Regions from separate parts of the Mus musculus genome. Here regions 1, 2 and 4 are each linked to region 3. A link is a contact called in public HiChIP or PLAC-seq and promoter capture Hi-C data. All regions are on one chromosome and are shown on one strand. Each heading gives the region's core, a stretch centred on a gene start, on an enhancer-like site or on the middle of the called end of the contact. The rest is flanking DNA. Distances are from core to core; before and after follow the strand shown.

Region 1 (2,912 bases), core at 190-2,689, 710 kb before region 3:
CTCAGGTCCTATGTAAGAGCAACAAGTGCTCTCAACTACTGAGCCATCTTTCCAGCCCCCAACTCAATTATATTAAAAAGGAAGTCTCTACAGGACAATCTCAGGGCAAGAGAGGTAGGGAATCTAATCTATGCATATAATCTAACTGTTTCTGTTGGGAGTGGAACGGGGAGGGATGAACACCGCACAAATATCAGATTAGAAAAGTGGGTGTCTTGATCGCCTCTGATACATAAATACAGCTTTAAATTACAAATTTCTAAATTAGTGAGTCTCCTTGGTCTGGTTTGCCAGGGTCTCACTTGGCAAGCCCAAAGTTGGCCACCCACTTGCTGACCTCTGCAGGGCTGGGATTATAATCACGCATCACATCACAGCATACTGTGACGAATCTGCATTTGAGTATTTGAGACAGGGTTTCTCTGTGCCCCGGCTGTCCAGGAACTCACTGCGTAGACCACAAAGGCCAGTCTCTGCCTCCTGAGAGCTGGGATTAAAGGTTTGTGCCCCACCCACGAACCTGCTTCTTTTTGGTTGTTTTGTTTTTTCAACAAAAAAGGGTTTCTCTGTGTAGACCACGATGGCCTTGAAAATCACAGAGATCAGCCTCCTGAGTGCTAGGACTAAAGATGTGCACCAGCCACCATTCCATACAAATACCTTATCTGTTTCCAGTTTGTCTTCATCACAGGGTACCGCCCCACCCAACACACATTAATAATTACTGAATTTCCCAAGGTTGCTTATCGTGAAAAGATCTCCATTACCTTACCAATTGAGGACTCTACTGAAATTGGAGCCAAAAGGGAACTTCCCACAGGCTTTTGTCATGGGACAGCCCTGAGACTACCCGCTAATGGGCAGACATCTCAAAAACATTTTACTCCCCACTCTAAACATCGCAAACCATAGAAATGGAACTATTAGACGTTTATGATCGAACTGCCATTTACACATCTTAATGGCTTCAGGATACTCTCTAGCACATCCAAAGGCACCCAGGGAGCCTTGTTGCCCGGAATATGGGGATCCCATCCTCTCTGTACACCTGCAACCCAAAATCTGGCGAGGGAGCAGCAGCCCACTTCTCCCTCAGTTATGCTTCTTTCCGGTAAAACCACTAAGCCTTCGTGACAGCAAAAGGAAAGAGAGATGTGAAGTAACGAAAGAGGTTCCCAGATTTCTCCGTGAGGTTGATAGGATGTGTCCCGACTACTCTACTCACCAGGAAAGCAGAGAGGATACCCTGCAGGGCGTCCAGCTTCTCTTCCTCCTCCTCCTCCTGTAGGACGCCAAGGATGTAAGCGGCGTAAACGGCTCGGTCCACTCCCAGCGCCTCCAACCGTCCGTCAAGCCAGGATCCAAAAGCCCCGCCATCGCCTTCACCGAGGACTGCCGCGGCCACTTCGCTGGGCGCCGCCATGCTGGGGACAGGGTCCTGCCGGACCCGAGGGTGCCTACCGCAGTGCCTGTCGGGCCGCGCCACTGGGCCAGCGCGCATGCCCGGAGAGGGATCCTCCACCCCTGCGCGCCGGGCTGTGATCCGCGGTTTGAGGTATCTTTATGTCCTCGCAGCTAGCGCTTCTCGGTGTAAGCGTGGTCGCATGGGCACCCAGGAACACCGGCAGGTGAGTTTTGAACCGGTTCGTTATAGTTGGCAACGATCGGATTCAGTGTCATTGTCAGACACGTGACAGAGAGCTCAGAGGACTGCTCACCACGGATTCCAGCAGTTCTGCTCTGCGCCCGGCAGGTTCTTGTGGAATGTGAAGCCAGGATGCCCCACTGAGTCTTGTGTTCCGGAATACCACCTTCACTGCCATTCCAAGCCGCCTTCCCTGAAAACCCAAATTTCAGAAAACGTTCTCTGACTCATTTCTGTACAGAGACACATAGCAGGTTCTCAACAGTTAAACATGCAGCCTCGGAGTCATTGCTTTTAATTATTGCTTCCGTGTTTCCACAGGTATACCTTTGAGGACTGTCTTAGAGTTTCTGTTGAGATAAGACACCATGGCCAAAGCAACTAGGAGAGAAAAGGTTTATTTCAGCTTCCACTCTCAGGTCACGCCCCATTACTAAGGGGAAGTCACAGGAACTCAAGGCTCGAACCTGGAAGCAGGAGCCTTGGAAGATTGCTGTTTAATGGCTTGCTCCTCTTGCCTTGCTCAGATTGCTTTCTTCCACCATCTAGGAGACACCTGCCCAGGGGTGGCACCAGCCACAATAAGTTGGGCTCTCCCACAACAATCACTAATCAAGACAATGTCCCACAGGCCAATCTTATAGGAGGTCGTTCTCTAAATTCCCCTCTTCCCAAATGACTGTAGACACATGACAGCCAACCCAAGAAACAAGTTCTGTCCTCTGCCAGGGACGGTGCTAAGAGGTTCCCATGAAGTATCTGTTGCCATCTTCCCAACAACCCAGCGAGGAGATGCCTTTATGTTCGATTAAAAGATAAGGAAACTGGAGCGATGGCTCAGCTGATAAGAGCACTGGCTGCTCTTCCAGGGACCCAGTTCAGGGGATCTGGCACCCTCACACAGACAAACATGCAGGCAAAACATCAATGACATATATATATATGGGTAAGGAAATGACACACCATGAGAGAGAACCTAAGAGGGGACAGAACTCTACCAGCAGAATGCCAGCTCTGGCCTGAGGTGGGCTAGACTCAAACTACAGAGGAGGAGGAGGAGGAGGCTGTGCAGGGGCCTTTACTCTGACTGCTTGCTTCACTGGATACTTACTGAATACATTCACCACAACACTGTTACAGACTGACAATTCAAAGATGAGTGGCTCAAAGATCTGTGTTCCCTATGGGACCAAACAGTCCAATGGGAATAGGTATTTAAAGAAATAATAGAAATAACGACACTTTAGTGACATAATTCTAAGTGTAT
Region 2 (2,973 bases), core at 176-2,675, 540 kb after region 3:
GTCTTCCATTAAGGAGGAGACGGGCAACACTGTCAGACGCTCTGAGACATCACGTGTAACAAGGATTGGGAAATGGGCATGAATTTTAGGGATGCATTTCAGTCCGACTGTGGTGGGCCCAGGAGGTAGCAGGTGGTAGGCAAATGAGAGTCAACACACACAGAAAATCACCAGACTTTGCCACTGGGGGAAAAAAAATGGTTAGAGGAAAAGTCTGTGGGGGCAGAGGGAGGGTTTAAGAGACCAGTGCATTCCAGAAGGGCTGATGATTCAGGAGAGGGGCTCCTGAGGAGGCAAAAACAGACCCTGAAATAGTTAAAAGGGTCAGCTTGAGATAAAAGGGGGATTATGAAAAAAGGAAGAGAAAAAGATGGAGCTAGTCTGATGACCTCTACCGTCTCTTTGGGACTTTAGAATCTCATGACCTACAATTCTCTTTAGACAGGACATTTACATATATGCATACATGTATGCAAACTTATTCAAATATTCAGGTGTAAGTGAATCAGTCAAGCACAACGTTAGTCTGTAATGACGCAGTTAATGTCCCCAGGTTTCGAACAGGGCAATCTCTGGGCAGGATCCATCCATCAGCGATATTAGCTCTGATGCCTACTGCAATAACAGCAGTGACCTGGCCCCATCTCTCCTCGCCAACCCCAATCCTACCCCGCCGTCCTACGAGCTTAATGGGGAAGTAAAATGTAAATCCCTGAGACTACAACACAGCCTGCTGCATTCGAATCGACTGTCATTTAGAAAAACAAAACGTGACACCCCAAGTCCATCTGCACGAAAGACATTGCTGCTTCACAGCTGATATGTTTCTCCCCAGGAGATGGTCTAAGGTTAGCCGTAAAAGTAATTTGCAGACCTCCCCTCCTCTTTTCATAACATTCATTTAGGAAGAACTAGAAATGGGTTCCCACACCCTCGCCCTGACTGCAGCAGACTACACCCCGCGGTTATCCGGCAGTGCCACCTCAGAAACCCTCGGAGGAGTGTGGAGGGCACACAGCGCTCGTCAGAGGGGGGCTCCAGTGGCCACTACCCTCAAGATGCTTGAAGGACGAGAGAAACGAGCCCCAGGGGATGACAAGGGAAGCACTGGAGACCCGGGGGACGAAGAGACAACCCTCGGGGAGGACAGAGTTTCTGAGCAGAGCTAATCCCCTGCCGCAGCTACACTGTCTCGCCTCCAGCGTTGCTCTGACCTCCCTTCCTTCAGCGTTCCTGGGTGCTCAGCCTCGCGCCCCTTCCCCGGAGCCCTCGTGGACCTCGCAGCAGTCGCGACCTCGGGCGATCCGCTGCGAGCCCGGGCTGCCCGGCCGCCACTCACCCGGCCCGCCATCTTCGCGGACACGTCCGGCTCCCAGGTTGCAGCTCCGCACTCTGCTGAGCCCGCCTCCGCCGCGCGCGTGCTCGCCGGCAGCCGGCCCTCGCGCAGGCGCGCAGCCGCCGGGAGGCCGCGCCCGCGCCCGGCCGCGTCCCCGACGCCCTTCCCCATCCCGTGCGAGCGCGCAGTCCGAGCACCGCCATTTTGGCTGAAGACAAGCTGGCCGCCTCACTGCTACCCGGTTTTCACAAAGCTGGCCACGTGGCCTTTTAATGGACTTTTAGCTTTCTGCTTCCAGACCTCTTAAAACAGAATGCGCCGAGAAAACCCCGCGTGGTTGCTGGCCTTTCCCCCAAAGGGGACTGTGGAGGGGGCGCGCAATAGCTAAAAGCTGGTTCTGAATTCGGATTCTATTCGAATCCGAGCTTTTCTTTGCAGGCACACTTGTTTTGAGAGTGAATCATAATTATATATGCGCTAGCTTTATAGTTCGATATTTTCATTTATAAGCACAACTTCTATCTTTTTTAAGGTGTTTGTTTGTTCGTTTGTTTTAACGTGCATTGGTATTCCGCCATCCACCTCTGCATGTTCAAAACTCTATTTTGAGTCCTCAGGAAAAAAAAAAAAACAATGCCACAGAAAAACTAAAATGATTTGGATAAGACAAAATACCAGAAGATAGTTCTATAAGCAGCACAGCAGTAAAAGTCTCACACAGGAAACAAGACAGGTGTACCCTGTCCTGCCAAGGCTGAAAGTGAGACTTTTAGCATGTAGCAGGACTTCAGGGTTAAGGAGGAATGTTTGACATAGCCTCCTCATATCCGTTCCCTTATGTCCTCTTCAGCACTTTTCTCTAAAGTACTCTTGGGTCCCCTTACAAATATATAATGTCATTTAAAATGTATGCAACATGTAAAAATAAGACATGATATCTATGAGAATACATGAGATATTCAATAAGATTACTCCCTAAAAGGAAAAGTAAAGTTGGAGGAACCCTCTTAGAGGAAAGTCTCTGGGATGGAATGGGTACCTCTTCCTGGGAGCAAACCTGAAGACCTTGAAATACTCTAAAAGGGAGATACTAGGGGTAGGGGGTGCAGCCTAATCAGTCCTGAGAAGCACTCAGCAGGCCCAGGGAACAGCAAACAAAAGGGTGTACACACCGACAGGGATAAAAGGGAGCTACAGGGGTATTTCCTATGCTAGGGTGGTCAAGATAGGGACCAGTTTTTAGTAACTGGTAAGTCAGTAAGTCAGAACCATTCACACTATCAATATCTTCACTGTAATGAGTGTCTCTAAGAAAGGACTCAGAACTAAGCAAAAATTATATTTGCTCAAGAGTTACCTCTCTTTCCAAGAATTCTGTACAGGATCTACGTTCTTATATCATCTTAGCATTGAAATTCTACTCAAGTTTTGCATCTGAAAGATTATTAAATTCATTGATATAACATACCTAACAGTGAAACCAGTAAGACCTAAAAGAAACTGGGAGCTTGCGTTCTTAAGGTGAAGTCTGTTTTCTGTGTTTATTGTTTTCTAACACACATTAAAATAAATTCAACCGGGGGCTGGTGAGATGGCTTAGTGGGTAAGAGCACCCGACTGCTCTTCCGAAGGTCTGA
Region 3 (2,859 bases), core at 39-2,538:
CTAAATTCTCAAAGTGAAAGAGAGCTGGATCAAGGAAGAAAATGACAGGAGTTGAGTAGATCTAGTTAATAGCAATTCTGGGAAGCCAGGCATGGTGACTCATGCCTACAATTCCAGCACTTGGGAGGTGGAGGCAGGGAGGATCAGGAGTCCATGGCTGTTTAGATTGGCTGTCTTAAAACAATAACAAAAACAAAAAACAAAACCACCCTCCATCCTACAAAAACAAACAAACAAACAAACAAACAAAAAACAGATTAAAACCAGGAGTGGTGACCCACACTGTGAGTTTGAGGCCAGCCTGATCTACATAGTGAGTGATCTGAGAGAGAGATCTAAGGCTAAATAGTGACATGCTGTCTCAAAAACAACAACAACAACAACCCAAAACCCCAAACTAACAGTGATGTTAGGGGGCAGGAATATTATGTACATGCATAAAATTCTCAAAGAATTAATAAATGCATATTAAATTTAAAGTAACGAAAGGACTGGGGGAAGTGGTAGAAACTGAGACAGTCCTCTACAGCAGAGTCGGGGACAGTTTAATATTAAGTCTTAGACAGGAAAGTGCCTGAGAGACCTTACCTCTGTGATCAGCTAGGGAATTAGGTAAAAATCGGTAAAGAAAAGATACACACAAGCCTTGAGATAAAGCTGTGACGTCAGTAACCAAGAAGAAACCGGCAAGTTCAACAGGAGAAAACTTCAGTAGTGGGTCAATGGGAGGGAGGGAGACTTAGCGTGTTTGGGACGAGTGAGCCAGATACGACAGGCTGCGATAAGAAATTGAGCCAGAATGGAGGGTCGAGGGAAGGTTCAGAAGAGATGAGGGATAAACGCGATGTTGAGATAAGAGGTGGCGAAGGGATGTGGCTCGCTCGGATCGGGTTGCAACTGGGCTAAAGAGGGGTCACGAGTGAGGCTACACTTTTGCAAGACCGGTGGTTAGGGGACCCGGCTTGGGGCTGAGGTTGGCTGCGGTGGAGACGGAGGGGAGAGAGCCGGTGGCCACTGGCTGAGGTGGGAGCAGGCCCGGGCTGCGAAGGGCCGAGGTTCCCACCCCAAGTCTCCAGGCGCACAGGGGTCGCGAGTGGCTGCGAGGTTGCGGGCCCACCGCCGGGTCGCATCACCGCCCCGCGCTTCCCTCCACGTTCAGACCCCAGACTCACTCACCGAAGGGATCAGGAGCAGGTGGCGGCGCTCCGGGCGAAGCGAGACCCCCCTCGGTTCCGAGCAGAAGCTGCGGCTCCAAAGGCACTGACAACAGGAAGCGGCGCGCGGCGTCTGACGCCATCACGTCGGCTCCTCGCTACGGCCCCGCCCCCAGTCCTCAAAAACCAATCACTGGGCCTAGAGGAGCCGAGGGGCGGGGCCGTCAGCTCTTCCCTTGCCCCGGATTGCAGGGCTTCTTGGCTCAGGTGAGCGATCCTGCCGCTCTCGCTACTCTGGCTCTGGGTAGCGCAGAGAGGCTGGACCCTTGGAGCTTCGGGACTTCTGCGTCCCGCAGCTCTGCCCCTCAATCGCATCTGTGCAACTTTGGGGTTGTCGTGTTTGCCCCCTTAATCCGAAAATGCGCCCTGTTGCGCCATTAACCCGTATGTTTCCCTAAGGGCATTAGTAGTGGAGGGAGCAAGTGGATCCTGGGTCCAAGTGGGACCTTCAGGTCTGGTTTTTCCGGAGCCAGGAAACAGTTGTTTTGACTTGTCTCATACCACGTGATCGCCCTGAGGGCTCTCTTGGACCTGTTAGTTTAATTTGCCTGCGGTCAGCCCTTTGAGGCATGAAGCCCAGAGGACCTGCTTTTTGTCTTCTCACTATTTAATTGCTTTTGTTCCATTACAGAAAATGACAGCTGTCTCTCGGAATAGACGCGGAAGAAAACTGTCAAATGTAGCAACCGTGACTAATAAAGGGCAGGCTGGGCAGGTCTGAGGACCGTGCCCAAAAGGGAACCTAGGACCTAGGTGTGGGCCATAGAGGTGGTGACTGTAAAAGAAAAGACTCTCTGTGAGTTTATATGAACTTTGCTCCTATTGACTTAGAGGACCTTGTTTTCTTGGTGTCTTCCATCCCCTCTGGCTCCTACACTCTTTCCACCTCTCCCTTGGGGTTCCCTATCTGCTGTAGAAGGAAACTTCTCTAATGATGGCTGAACAAGGCATTGATCTATGAGTACCCAAATGTCATTAGGAGTCATTTTATCACTATGTCTTTTTTTTCCTTTTCTTTCTTTCTTTTTACCAGTTGTGGTTTGAATGTGCTTGGCCCATGGGAAATGGCACTATTTAGGAGGCATGGCCTTACTGGAAGAGGTGTGGCCTTGTTAGCGGAAGTATGTCACTGTGGCTTTGAGGTAATATATATTTGAATATATGTTCAAACATATATATGCTCAAACTCTGCCCAGTCTCTTGGTTGCCTTCTTTTTTCTTTCTTTCTTTTTTTTTTAATTTATTTTATTTTTATTATATGTAAGTACACTGTAGCTGTCTTCAGACACTCCGGAAGAGGGAGTCAGATCTCATTAAGGATGGTTGTGAGCCACCATGTGGTTGCTGGGATTTGAACTCAGGACCTTTGGAAGAGCAGTTGGGTATCTTACCCACTGAGCCATCTCTCCAGCCCTCTGGGTTGCCTTCTAATCAAGACTCTTAAAAAAAAAAAAAAAAAAAAAAAAGCTCCTCCCCCAGCACCACACCTGTCTGCCTGCTGCCACGCTAATGACGGAACCTCGGAACCTGTAACCCAGCCCCAGCTAAATGTGTTCCTTTATAGGAGTTGCCTTGGTCATGGTGTCTTTCACCACAATGGAACCCCTAACTAAGACACCAGTCTTATTTGCTTTTACCCTAGGTC
Region 4 (2,756 bases), core at 47-2,546, 810 kb before region 3:
CTTCGGGCCACCTCACCCCTCAGCCAGGTGAGAAGTGAGAGGAGAAATTCTGTACTACAACCCCAGCCTTCCTCCCTCTCTCCAGCCGTACACACCATCTTTCTGGTGTGGAATCACTTAAAGTTTGGGTAAAACTCCCTTTTCTCCCAGGAGATCAAATCTGGAAGCTTTTAGGAGGCGGAGCAAGGATTGGGAGGGAGAAGGCAAATTCCCCAAAACGTTCGTCAGACCTAAGAGAGTCGTTTCTTTACTCAAAACTGCCCATCACCCCCGCCACCCCACCCCCCCAGCCATTAACTTTCGATTAAGACCTCCTCCTTATGGCAACTAAACTTTACTTTGCATAATTAAGATTTTCCTCGGAAAGGGGGTGGATTGAATCCTCAGCTCCGGGCCTTTCTCCTTCACTTCACCCCCCAACCCCCGCCCCAGCCCCGCAGCCTGGCCTCTGAGTTCCTGAATTTTCTCACTTTGAGGTGCCACTAAACACAAAGAACCATAATGGGCTCCTTTGTGCTCGCTATGGGGCAATTACACCCCGGAGTCCCGGCCCCTTTAAGAGCCTCTTAAAGAGACAGGCTCTCGTTTTTCAGAGGGTTACTTTTGGGTGTGTGTAGGGGGAGGGGCGAGGAAAACTTCTAGGAGTCCTTGTTTAGGGTGAAGTGACACTTTTACCTCGACTCTCTGAGAGGGATTGAGAGACGTCTTTGCAAGCTATTCGCTAACGTGCTTTAAAAACATACATATTTCTCTCTCTCTCTCTGTATATATTTTTTTAAACGGGATTTTTCACTTGGTTTTATAAATGGTACTGAAAAGGGGGGAGGGGGCGGTGAGCAGGGGCAGGAGCAAAGAGCTCTTGTACCTCAGAGGGTTTGGGCTCTAGGGCCACAGATTAGGCTAGAGTTGTCTGGGTCGGATGCCACTTTGAGAAAACGTGTCTCCGGATCTTTCCTGGGCGACTCCGAAGCAATCACGGACTGAGCAAACAGCTCCTAATATAATAATAGCTTGTCTCTTTAAAAAAGCAGAAGGAGGGGGGTAGAGTTTTCTTGGCATCTGGTTTCTGATCTCATTATGTTGTGGTCGACCAATCCAGCCCTTGGGGCTGGTCCTCCAGTTTAAATCTGATTGGCCGAGAGCACATTTTGGGATGGTGCAAAGCTCGACGGGGCGGTTTCAAGGATCCCTTTTGAGGGGGGGCTGAGGAGAGGGCGGGGCCGCCAGTGGGGGCCCCCTTGAAACCGACTAATTGGGATCGGAGAGGCCGAGGTGAGGGCTGAAGGAGGCACAAAGGAGTCGCTGGGTAGAGGAGGGTGGGGAGAGGGGAAGCCCAGAGGCTAGAGGAGGAAGAGGAGCTAGGGCAGCGGTGCGCCGCGTCTCCGACCCTCAGTCCGACCGCGGCGAGCCAGCAGGCGGGTGCGCCGCCCCCTCCCCCGCCGCCCAATCTCCCCAACTCTGCGGCCGCGAGCAAAGTTTGCAAGGAGACGCGGGAGGCGGCCGGGCAGCTAGGCGGCAGCGGGGAAGGCGCGCGGTCTCTGGGTTGGGGGCGGGGGCTGGGGGGCGCCCAGGAGCCGAGTGGGGGGCGGCGGCCAGCATGCGGGCCCGCAGCGCCCTGCCCCGCAGCGCCCTGCCCCGCCTGCTGCTGCCACTGCTGCTGCTGCCGGCCGCCGGACCGGCCCAGTTCCACGGGGAGAAGGGCATCTCCATCCCGGACCACGGCTTCTGCCAGCCCATCTCCATCCCGCTGTGCACGGACATCGCCTACAACCAGACCATCATGCCCAACCTTCTTGGCCACACGAACCAGGAAGACGCGGGCCTGGAGGTGCATCAGTTCTACCCGCTGGTGAAGGTGCAGTGCTCGCCCGAGCTGCGCTTCTTCCTGTGCTCCATGTACGCGCCGGTGTGCACAGTGCTGGAGCAGGCCATCCCGCCGTGCCGCTCCATCTGCGAGCGCGCGCGCCAAGGCTGCGAGGCGCTCATGAACAAGTTCGGCTTCCAATGGCCCGAGCGCCTCCGCTGCGAGCATTTCCCGCGTCACGGCGCGGAGCAGATCTGCGTGGGCCAGAACCACTCGGAGGACGGAGCTCCTGCGCTACTCACCACCGCGCCACCTTCTGGGCTGCAGCCCGGCGCGGGTGGCACCCCGGGCGGCCCTGGCGGTGGTGGCTCGCCACCGCGTTACGCCACTCTGGAGCACCCTTTCCACTGTCCCCGCGTCCTCAAGGTGCCGTCCTATCTCAGCTATAAGTTTCTGGGTGAGCGCGATTGTGCCGCGCCCTGCGAGCCCGCACGGCCCGACGGCTCTATGTTCTTCTCGCAAGAGGAGACTCGTTTTGCCCGTCTCTGGATCCTCACATGGTCGGTGTTGTGCTGCGCTTCCACTTTCTTCACGGTCACCACCTATTTAGTGGACATGCAGCGATTTCGCTACCCAGAGCGGCCCATCATCTTTCTGTCCGGCTGCTACACCATGGTGTCAGTGGCCTACATTGCGGGCTTCGTTCTCCAGGAGCGCGTGGTATGCAATGAGCGCTTCTCAGAGGACGGTTATCGCACGGTGGTGCAGGGCACTAAGAAAGAAGGCTGCACTATACTCTTCATGATGCTCTACTTCTTCAGCATGGCCAGCTCCATCTGGTGGGTGATTCTGTCCCTCACCTGGTTCCTGGCAGCCGGAATGAAGTGGGGCCACGAGGCCATCGAGGCCAATTCGCAGTACTTCCACCTGGCCGCCTGGGCCGTGCCGGCCG

What was found. Promoter capture Hi-C pulls out the DNA fragments that hold promoters and counts their contacts. HiChIP or PLAC-seq counts read pairs in DNA pulled down with a chosen protein or histone mark.
Region 1: a contact with region 3 is called in an HNF4G HiChIP or PLAC-seq map of pancreatic cancer cells. The contact joins the promoter of Ccdc43 here to the promoter of Plekhm1 in region 3. A contact is called at or near these places in 2 of 115 datasets of contacts at active chromatin or transcription factors (pancreatic cancer cells and stem cell-derived neural progenitor cells).
Region 2: a contact with region 3 is called in a promoter capture Hi-C map of embryonic stem cells, with 2.4 times the contacts expected there. The contact joins the promoter of Nsf here to the promoter of Plekhm1 in region 3. A contact is called at or near these places in 3 of 39 promoter capture datasets (cranial neural crest, embryonic stem cells and liver), 1 of 484 Hi-C or Micro-C datasets (muscle stem cells) and 2 of 115 datasets of contacts at active chromatin or transcription factors (cardiomyocytes and embryonic stem cells).
Region 4: an H3K27ac HiChIP or PLAC-seq map of microglia shows a contact between it and region 3, with 4 times the contacts expected there. The contact joins the promoter of Fzd2 here to the promoter of Plekhm1 in region 3.

Annotation. Positions count from the first base shown.
Region 1 is chr11:102,696,286-102,699,197 of GRCm38.p6, forward strand. It overlaps Ccdc43 (coiled-coil domain containing 43), which reads right to left and starts at 1,440. Exons shown (of 5, transcript NM_025918.3): 1 at 1,226-1,440. The coding sequence starts at 1,423. It overlaps Gm34392 (a long non-coding RNA gene), which reads left to right and starts at 1,494. Exons shown (of 2, transcript XR_389053.1): 1 at 1,494-1,555; 2 at 1,655-1,929.
Region 2 is chr11:103,952,631-103,955,603 of GRCm38.p6, forward strand. Nsf (N-ethylmaleimide sensitive fusion protein) reads right to left here and starts at 1,426. Exons shown (of 21, transcript NM_008740.4): 1 at 1,340-1,426. The coding sequence starts at 1,351.
Region 3 is chr11:103,411,417-103,414,275 of GRCm38.p6, forward strand. Plekhm1 (pleckstrin homology domain containing, family M (with RUN domain) member 1) reads right to left here and starts at 1,289. Exons shown (of 12, transcript NM_183034.2): 1 at 1,177-1,289.
Region 4 is chr11:102,603,135-102,605,890 of GRCm38.p6, forward strand. Fzd2 (frizzled class receptor 2) reads left to right here and starts at 1,297. Exons shown (of 1, transcript NM_020510.2): 1 at 1,297-2,756. The coding sequence starts at 1,598.